2 separate regions of the Mus musculus genome follow, and region 2 is linked to region 1. The links are chromatin contacts, called in public HiChIP or PLAC-seq maps. All regions are on one chromosome and are shown on one strand. The core of a region is the stretch at or near the end of the contact, and the rest is flanking DNA. Distances in the headings are between cores, read along the strand shown. Region 1 holds the start of Tmem50a (transmembrane protein 50A). Region 2 overlaps Rcan3 (regulator of calcineurin 3).

Region 1 (4,247 bases), core at 101-2,600:
GGCTCTGCAGTTAAGAGCACTGACTGCTCTTTCAGAGGTCCCAGCAACCACATGGTGGTTCATAACCATCTATAGGGGGATCTGGCGCCCTCTTCTGGCCTGCGGATGTACAGGCAGCACAGCACTCATAAATAAATACAAATTAAGACAAGAAAACAAAACAAAATCAGGATGGTCTTAGCATATTTACATAATATGAATGAAGGTGATTACCTTAACCTTAAACAAAAATGTACTGTCACAAAAATGACATCTCCTCAAAGATGTCACATTTTATTATTTCAAGTCCACTAGTTCTTTAAGTGAGGGCAATGATGCTTAGCCCTCCACAGCTGCTTTCTAAACCTTAAGCTCCCTACTAAAGGTTCCTATTTGATTTTAATAATAAGGACATGATAGACTTTGGTTTTAAGGTAAAAATGTAAACTTGGATGGAAAATACTTCCTCTAGGAATCTGCACATTTTATCCTACATCTGTGTCTTTCATGCCCAGATTAAGAAGAGAACGGCTCAACTTCGGGCTTTATTTCTATTTCGTTTTTTCTCCACTATTTGTCCCTTCACCAAGCCTGCCTTCGGATGTCATTACTTTGTAAAGGGCACTCATCTTACTATCCCTAACTCTGCTACTGATGCTGTTTGTACATTCCCCACAAAAAAGGGCAGGCCTGAAACGAATTCAGACTTAAATAAAGAACGTGCAGTCAAATTACCACGGTCAGCCGAAATTGTCTTAAATCCCATAAAACCCTCCTCCTTCAAGTTCAGCTGTGCAGACCCAGCCGGAGAAACGTAACTCATCTTAATTTCACAGATAAAACCTGAATTAAATACAACTCGCTCACAGTGAACACCCCAGATCTCACATGACTCCCTAAGGAAGGCGATTTCAGTTTTAGCCGCCTCTAAACAAGCTAAAGGGAAAAACTGATAGACTTTTGTGATGAGTTCGGGTCTGAAAATACACTCGTTTTTATCTAATGATTGGAAAGAAAAGCAACCCACTATGTGTAATTGTCGGTTCCCCCAATGGCCCACCCGAGTCCATTTTTCGTTGCACAATTCTTTGACATTTTCAAAGGCAGACCCGCCCTGCAGACTGGAGGAACAGGGCGCGGTTACGCGTGGGCCGAACCCCGACGCGCCACCGTCGGATGAGCGTGCCCAGCTCCACAGTTCTGGGGAAGAGTCCCCGCCACAGGAAGCGGCCCCGCAGGTCGCGGGATCTCAGCCCCGGCGGCGGCGGCGTCCAGGAGCTGGGGCACGGCCACTGCCGCGAGTTCGAGCCCGGCCCGCTGCTCCGCCCTCCCGTCCGCACTCACGTCCAAGTCCGGAGTTGGGAGTCGCGGCGCGTTTGGTAGCCTCGGTTTACTCCAGTTCTGCAAGAAAACAAAACAGCCACAGGCAATCAGACTCCCGGATGTCGATGTGCCGGTCCGCCCCCGAGTCAGTGCGCATGCGGATCGAGAGCGAAGGGCGGATCCCTGGGGTGCAGCCTATGGGCCACGCCCACCGCGCCGACAAGTCTGTGGGTTACCCGGACTCCCTTGTCACTGTGAGAAATGCTAGAGTGGAGCCTGTCTTCTGGGATGGGACCAAGGAAGGGAGGCAACAGTCCACCTGTACTGTTTGGTTTTGTTGTTGTTGTTACACTTTTTAAAATGTATTCTTCTTGTCATTGTGTAGAGATCAGACAGATCACCCACCCTCCAAGAGTGGTCCTTCTTTTCCTTTCGTCATATGGGTCCCAGGAATCAAACTCAGGTTATTTGACTTAGCAGCAAGTACCTGCTTTACCTGCTGAGCCATTTTTCCGGCCCGATGGTGACTTTAAGAGGGCTGGCATGGCCCTGCTGTCATCTCATGTTCACGTGGGTGGCAGGTAGTCAGGAGCCTGTGGCACAGAAGGTGGTTGGGTGGCTCACTGCCTTGCAGGAGGGATCATCTCTCCGGTCCCCAGCATGAAATCTATGTAGCTTTTGTTGAGAGGGGGAATTAGCTGATTAGTATTTGAAACTATACAATACCCCCTCCACACAACCCCCCTTCCCTCCTCCCCCGCCCCCCCGACTGTGCCTGAACCCAGGGCTCTACCACTCAGTCCAGGTTCTAGACCCATAACCTATTTAACTTTTACATGTTTTACATGATGAGTATTTTGCTTGCATGCACATCTGTGCGCCACTGTGCACTGTGCTGGCAGAGGCCAGAAGAGGTGCCTGGAACTGGAATTACAGCTGTTGTGAGCTACCGTGTGGGTGTAGAGAACTGAACCTGGGTCGTCGAGAGAACAGCCTGCACTCTGAATCATCGCGTCATCTTTCCAGCAACTCCAGGACCTATTTTTAAATGGACACATTTCTTAGCCCTAGAGATTAAAGGTTTATTGTGACTGGCTAAAGACTGGTTAATGTCTCAAGGTCAGGCAGTGCTCCCCCAGCCCTGTGTGTGTGTGTGTGTGTGTGTGTGTGTGTGTGTGAGCGCGCGTGTGTGCACATGTGTGTGCATGTAGGCATTTATTTCTTTAGTTGCTATTCTGGACCTCCCCATGCTAAGTTGACATTCTACCTCTGACCTCTGAGCCATCTCTCCAGGTCTTTTGCTTTTGTTTTTGTTTTTTCCCAACATGGTTTCTCTGTGTAGCCTTAGTTTTCCTGAAATTTGTTCTCTAGGCCAGGCTGGCTGGCCTTGATCTCAGAGATCTGCCTGCCTCTGCTTCTCAAGGGCCAGGATTAAAGGCCCACACTACCACCACCACCACCACCAAACCCAAATGCAGATCTTAATGAAAACTTTTAAATGTCTATTCATATTTTTTAACTGCTCTTAGTAAAGCTTCTACGAAGCTAAGTTCTGCAATGAAATCTTGCTGGAGGTCTGCTGGAGCTATTGGGTCCTGTCTGGGTAGAGCTCAGGGTTGGGTGAAGCTCCTAAGTCAAGATGCAGGACTATTGAAGCCACCGGGGCAGTGGAGGTGAAGGGCAGGCCACGGTCCACAGGGACAAACAGCCAAAGCTCCTTCTTCTTTGCGTTGTCTCTACTTCTTTACTGGCTGTATTAGTTACGTTGCTGTTTTTGTGATAAAATACCTCACTCAAAGCAACTTATAGGAGGTTATTTGGAATATAGTTCTGGAGGGAGGAATCCATCATGGGGCCAGGGATGTGACAGCAGGTGACCGGCACAGTGCTTTGAGCAGGAAGCTAGGGGCTTACATCTTCAACCCCAAGCATGAGGTAGGGCTGGAGACTTGGAATGGGGCAAGGATTTATAATCTCATGTCCTACCCCTAGTCACATACTTCCTTCAGCTGTACCACCTACGCCTCCCCAAACCACGCCGCCATCTGGGAACCAAATATCCAAATATCCAAGACGATGGGGGACATTTTTTATTCTGTTATACAGACCAATCTATATGAGTGGGTTCAGCCCCTGTGCATGGTACTCCATGAGACTATGAAGGAAGCTATCCAAAAGAGACCTGTACTTAGGTCAAACATCCTACAAGCCTGACTGGCAAGTCTGACTGGCAGGTCCAGGGCGAGATTATTCTGGGCTAAATAGCCCTGCTAAATAGCCACTTACTGCCTATCTCTGTTTGACTGGCATTCTTGAGACAAGCAGTTAAAATCCTCTTTGGAATATGCAGACACCACTTTCAGTTCCTCTTGGCTACCCATTGGCTACCCATGTTGTTGAGGTAGGCTGTTAGAATTACCAACCATCTGTGCAGTTCTGCCATGCATCCACCCGTCCCTTTGCCCATCTGGACCATGTCCTGCCCTTCACCTCCTCTGCCCTGTTGGCTTCAATAGTCCTGCATCTTGACTTGGGAGCTCGGCCCCGCCCTGAGCTTCAACAGACCTCCAACAGGGCTTCACTATCTTATTTCCACAGAGGAGTTATCTGCTCTATTATCAGCCTTCTGCTTATCTCTTCTTCTTCTTCTTCCCCCCCCCCCCCCCAGTTTTTTGAGACAGGGGTTTCTCTGTATAGCCCTGGCTGTCCTGGAACTCACTTTGTAGACCAGGATGGCCTCGAACTCAGAAATCTGCCTGCCTCTGCCTCCCGACTGCTGTGCCACCACACTCGGCTCTGCTTATCTCTTCTTCAGTGTCTCTCAAACACCTTAGACTCAGCTATGACCTCTTTAACCCTCTGTGGGCCTTCTGTAACCTACATACAGACATATATAGATTTACTGCATTCTGTGTGTTGTATGACTGAGAGTTATTATTAGCAGT
Region 2 (4,917 bases), core at 112-2,611, 500 kb after region 1:
TTTCCCTGTGGAGGCTATCAAGGGTCAGAGCTGCAAGCACACACGGGTTCCTCTCAATGCTGATATTAATGGCTGTGTCTAGTACTAACAGAACTCTGACACATACTGACGTACTTTTTTTCTTAATATTTAATATAAAAATAATATATTTTTTTGTTTTTTTGAGACAGAGTTTCTCTGTCCTGGAACTCACTCTGTAGAGCAGGCTGGCCTCAAACTCAGAAATCCACCTGCCTCTGCCTCCCAAGTGCTGGAATTAAAGGTGTGCGCCACCACTGCTGTATGTGAGTAGCTGTACAGATGGTTGTGAGCCATCATGTGGTTGCTGGGAATTGAATTCAGGACCTCTGCTCGCTTCGGTTAGCCCTGCTCACTCCGGTCAACCTGGCTCGCTCCAGCCCAAAGATTGATTGATTGATTGATCGATCAATCAATCGATCTACCTATCTATTTATTTATGGTTTTTTGATTTTTTTCAAGACAGGTTTTCTCGGTGTAGCCTTGGCTGTCCTGGAACTCACTCTGTAGACCAGGCTAGCTGTCTTCGGACACAGCAGAAGAGGGAGTCAGATCTCATGACAGATGGTTGTGAGCCACATGTGGTTGCTGGGAATTGAACTCAGGACCTTCAGAAGAGCAGTCGGTGCTCTTAACCGCTGAGCCATCTCTCCAGCCCGCTGATGAGCTTTGAAATCAGCTTATTTTTAGGAGGTTAACTTCGAAGTTAGGTTTCATTCTTATATTTTCTAGTCTGTACTTTTTCATTTCATGGCTTTTAGAGGTAGGATTTCATGGAGCACAGGCTAGCCTCAAACTTGTATATAGTTAAGGGTGACCTTGAACTGATCCTCTTGAGTCTAAATCCAAAGAACTGACCTTTTAGACATACATGACCATGGTTAGTCCTATCCCGTACTGTTTTGTTATTTGGAGACACGGCTTCACGTAGCCCAGGCTGACATCATGTAGCCCAGGCTATGTAGCTAAGGATGACCTTGAACTCCTGATCCTCCTGCCTCAGAAGTGTCAGGATTATAGGCCTGTGCCACCAAGGTGGCTTGGGATCCAACACAGGGTCTTGTGAAAGTTAGGAAAGCACTCTGCCAGGTAGGTCACACCTCAGACCTCTAGTCTGTGTTTTCAAAAATGGCTTCTTTTTCGGTTTGTAATGTCTTTTCTGCTTACTGTTATCAACCAAATGAGATTTGATCATGATGGTAGGGGTTTGGGTGGGTGTTGTCAGGGTGCTGGGGATTAGGCCTGGGGCGCAGTATATGCCAGCTAAGCACTAGACCTACCTTCTAAGGTCCTTTTGAACCCCAAGTTATAGTAGAGCCTTAAGCAGAGCTCAAGGCCCCAACCTGGAAGCACAGTGCCACCTGGTGGCAGCTCTGCAGACCAGCCTGGAGAGGCAGCCACGGAAGTGGAACCATCGGCTTGCTTTGTGTTCATTTTATTCAAAACTATATAAAGAACCTTTGAGTCCTAACATACTTCCAGGAGGATTACAGAGTTCCACCAGACAGAGCTCAGAGCACTAGAACAAGGACACGACTATGCAGTCTAGAAACACGTTGATTTTGACCCACTGAGACTTAGGCTACTTACTGCCTCTGGCATCTTCTGGTAAATGTGAGTGGGGTGAGGGTGGGCCTGGGGGCTAGGAATTTGGGGTGCTACCCTCTTGAGAGTTCTGCTCCTTTCTAAATAGAACAGCTGTTTACTTTTAATTGAGACAAGGTCTTACTGTATAGCCCTGGCTGTCCTGGAATTCACAATGTGTAGCCCTACATTATTGTCTAGTCAGTCCTAGTATATACACTGAAGAGACTGCTCAATGAGCTGACTTAAAAAACAACAATTCTTTATTAGTTTCAACATCAACGTTTGTTACAGGTAATCACAAGTGTCTTCCGGGTCACAGTCTGCCTCTGTCACCTCCTTACAGGACAAGGAATGTTCGAAAGCCTCAGGACACAGGACAGTTGAAGCTGATAATGAACTGTGGCCCATCAGATCAACGATACTGAAATCACAGGACACACGGATGAGGCTCACTGACCAGTTTCCACACGTGCAGCGAGCATACTACAGTGCACAGACCAGGGGATTACAGACATGCTGGATTCGGGACTTAATCCAGCTGCAGGTTCAGTTGTGGGGATCAATGTGCAACAGCTGTGAATGCGTTCTCACACGTCAAAGACACACATGACGTGAATAGATACTCAGAGGCTGACAGCAGAGGGCACAGCACGGCACAGGACTGAGACCTGTGGTCCCTTAGTCCTCAATTGGACTTAGGAAGAGGGGTGCCAACAGGGAACGGTACAGAAAACCACAAATTATCTGCATAGATAGAAAAGAAACCCCCCTGTGTCATAAACGCACATCCGGTCAGGTCAGGCCATGTGGGACCTGCAAGGGTCTCGGGACCCACTTCAAGAACTGCAGGTTTCCAAGAGAAAGCACTAACCCGAGTGAGTAGGTGGTGTCTGCATGCTGACCGTATCTGGGATCACTTCTAGCCTTGACTAGAAACCACAGGGAAGGAATACGGCACGTTCCCAGCCGTGGACAAGATGCACAGTTGCTGTTATCTGTCCCTGGGATACCTGGACACCCAGGAATCCCCTTGTTTTTAGACAGGGTCTCGGTACATGGCCCAGGCTGGCCTTAAGCTTGCCAAGCCCTGGTACCTCTGCCTCCCAAGCGCTGAGAGGACAGCCTATGTCACTGTGCTGAATACACGGTAATCCTGACTATGAACTGCGCTCCACTCAAGACTGAGGGAAACAGTGGCACTCTGAGAGGGATGGCTTTTCTGGAGAACACACTCTTGAAGGGAGTTTGAAACACCAACAGTCATTTGTCATGTGGTTGCTCAAGGTTCATACATCGTACTCTCTCTGTGTGTGTACTTAAGTTTGTGTAGAATGAGTCCAGAACAGACTTCTTGGCTAGAAGTAAATATTTTCCCAGTTGCTCTGTACTGTCACACCAAGAAAAAGGAAAAACCTTATTCTGAGACGGTTTAACTCATGTAGCCCAAGCTAGCCCCGTTCTCTCAATCCTCCTGCCTCAGTCTCCTGCAGGCTGAGATTACAGGCCAGGGCCACCACACCCAGACAACGGTTTCCTTTAAGATAGATGTATTATGGAGCACAGAGGGAGGCTGGAGGTGACCCGGGGTGAGGTCTCAGGCTCTATAGAGAAGAAGGCAAGCAGGTAGGTGTGAACCCAAGGCATCAAAGAATCCAGTACACTCCCATGGTTTAATTATGCGTAAAGCTTTCCTCTGAAAACCAAATCCTCCAGTCTAAAAATAGTTTACATAAAAATATAAAGCCCAGGCCCACCGTTAGTCTGGAATAGAACTTGATTCTCTAAACCGAGGGAGAGGGACATTCCGTAGAACCTTTAACTCCATGCATCCTTTGTGCCTGGCTCCGCTCTCACTACTGTTTACATTTTAACATGTAAATTCTAACACATGGCATGAATGTGACTATCCAGGGAACCCAGATAAGGTGGCAACACAACTGCCAGTGGCCAAGGTAGCATCAAGTATGCAGATTTGAACTTCTTGACTTAAAAAAAAAAAGAATGTTCTTTCATTGAGGGGTAGAAAATGAAAGCCAAGACAAATTTTAAAACAGGGTTATGATCACATAGAAAATTAGAGAGAACGTGTACTGTATAACGGGGAACACACAAACTCCCCAACTGTGAGAACACACTTGCTGGCAGCTAGGGTCTACCTTACAATCAAATGAAGTACACTGCCGAGCTCAGCACTGCAAAGCACTGTAAGCCAAGGATGAACTCTTGATCTACTGCATTCGCCTCCAAAGTCTCAGGATTACAGCAGCTGTGTGCCTGCATCCAGTCAACTGGGAAGACCCACTGAGGCCTGGCGTTTGAGACCAACCTGGGCCACACTGAGCTGTCACCTCAAAACCAAACTCACTTTATCTGACAGATGACTTGGATCTAAAAACCAATGCGGGTGGAATCGTAATCTGCAACTGAATCTGCACGGAGGGCTCCCAATGGCAAACGCAGAATTCAGCATTCCACAGGACCTGAAGGCAAGGGACACTCTCCTGTTCTTGTCAGGTATGGTGGCACACACCCTCAGTCCTAGCACTTATGAGACAGAGGCAGGAGGAGCAGTTCAGGGTCATCCTTGGGACACAGCAAGTTTGAGGTCAACCTGGACTACATGGGACCCGGTTTTAATGACAGACAATGCACCTGTGTGCGTGTGTTTGTGTGTGAGCTCATGCATGCACGCTCATGAAATCAATCCTACCACAAAAGGACTCAGCCCTAACATGTCACGCAAAGTACACGGCTCTCATGGCTTCATTTCTCTACGTTCTTTTCTTTGCAGTTGCAGCTATGTTCCTCTCTGTTCTATGCCCAGCCCCTTCACCTAGGCCAGCCAGCTCTGAATACTTGATGAGTGGAGCAGCTGATGTACCTGTAGCCCAGCACTCAAAGGCAGGAAAGTCTGCAAGGGACCAGTGATGCTGAGTGACCTATGGAGGCCCCAACAACACATCTTCAAGTGTAAGAAGCAATTCTACCTGAGGGCCAACTGCAAGCAAAGGTGGAAATGATTGTTAAAGGAGGAAGCATAGACTACAACAAGCCCATGCCTACAATCCAAACAAACAGAGCCTGAGGAAAGAGAGTGGTCTGGGCCTCAAGGCCAGCTTGGGCTACATAATGAGTGACAGGCTAGCATGAGCTACAGCGTGAAACCTTATCTCAAAATCAACCAACCAACCAACCAACCAACCAAACAAACAAACCCAACCACCCCCAAAAGAATGATTACTTTCCCTAATCCATGGGGGAAAGGACAGGTGATTTTTCTTTCTGAACAGCTGAAATACTTGAATGGAAAAC

The links. HiChIP or PLAC-seq counts read pairs in DNA pulled down with a chosen protein or histone mark.
Region 2: a Foxp3 HiChIP or PLAC-seq map of regulatory T cells shows a contact between it and region 1, with 8 times the contacts expected there. The contact joins the enhancer-like site here to the promoter of Tmem50a in region 1. A contact is called at or near these places in 5 of 39 promoter capture datasets (the 3T3-L1 cell line, the C10 cell line, the HPC-7 cell line and 1 more) and 11 of 115 datasets of contacts at active chromatin or transcription factors (the SCID.adh cell line, T-cell acute lymphoblastic leukemia, bone marrow-derived macrophages and 7 more).

The regions. Positions count from the first base shown.
Region 1 is chr4:134,913,566-134,917,812 of GRCm38.p6, forward strand. Tmem50a (transmembrane protein 50A) reads right to left here and starts at 1,351. Exons shown (of 7, transcript NM_027935.2): 1 at 1,324-1,351.
Region 2 is chr4:135,410,465-135,415,381 of GRCm38.p6, forward strand. It overlaps Rcan3 (regulator of calcineurin 3), which reads right to left. Exons shown (of 5, transcript NM_022980.4): 5 at 1,845-4,917. Among named protein-coding and RNA genes, the nearest start is that of Mir700, 3.7 kb to the right of the region's middle. Within about 2 kb of position 1,362, at least 4 of the 459 cell types and tissues checked have an H3K27ac peak or open chromatin away from gene starts, as enhancers often do. A contact at or near this core is called in bone marrow-derived macrophages and regulatory T cells, where this site is marked.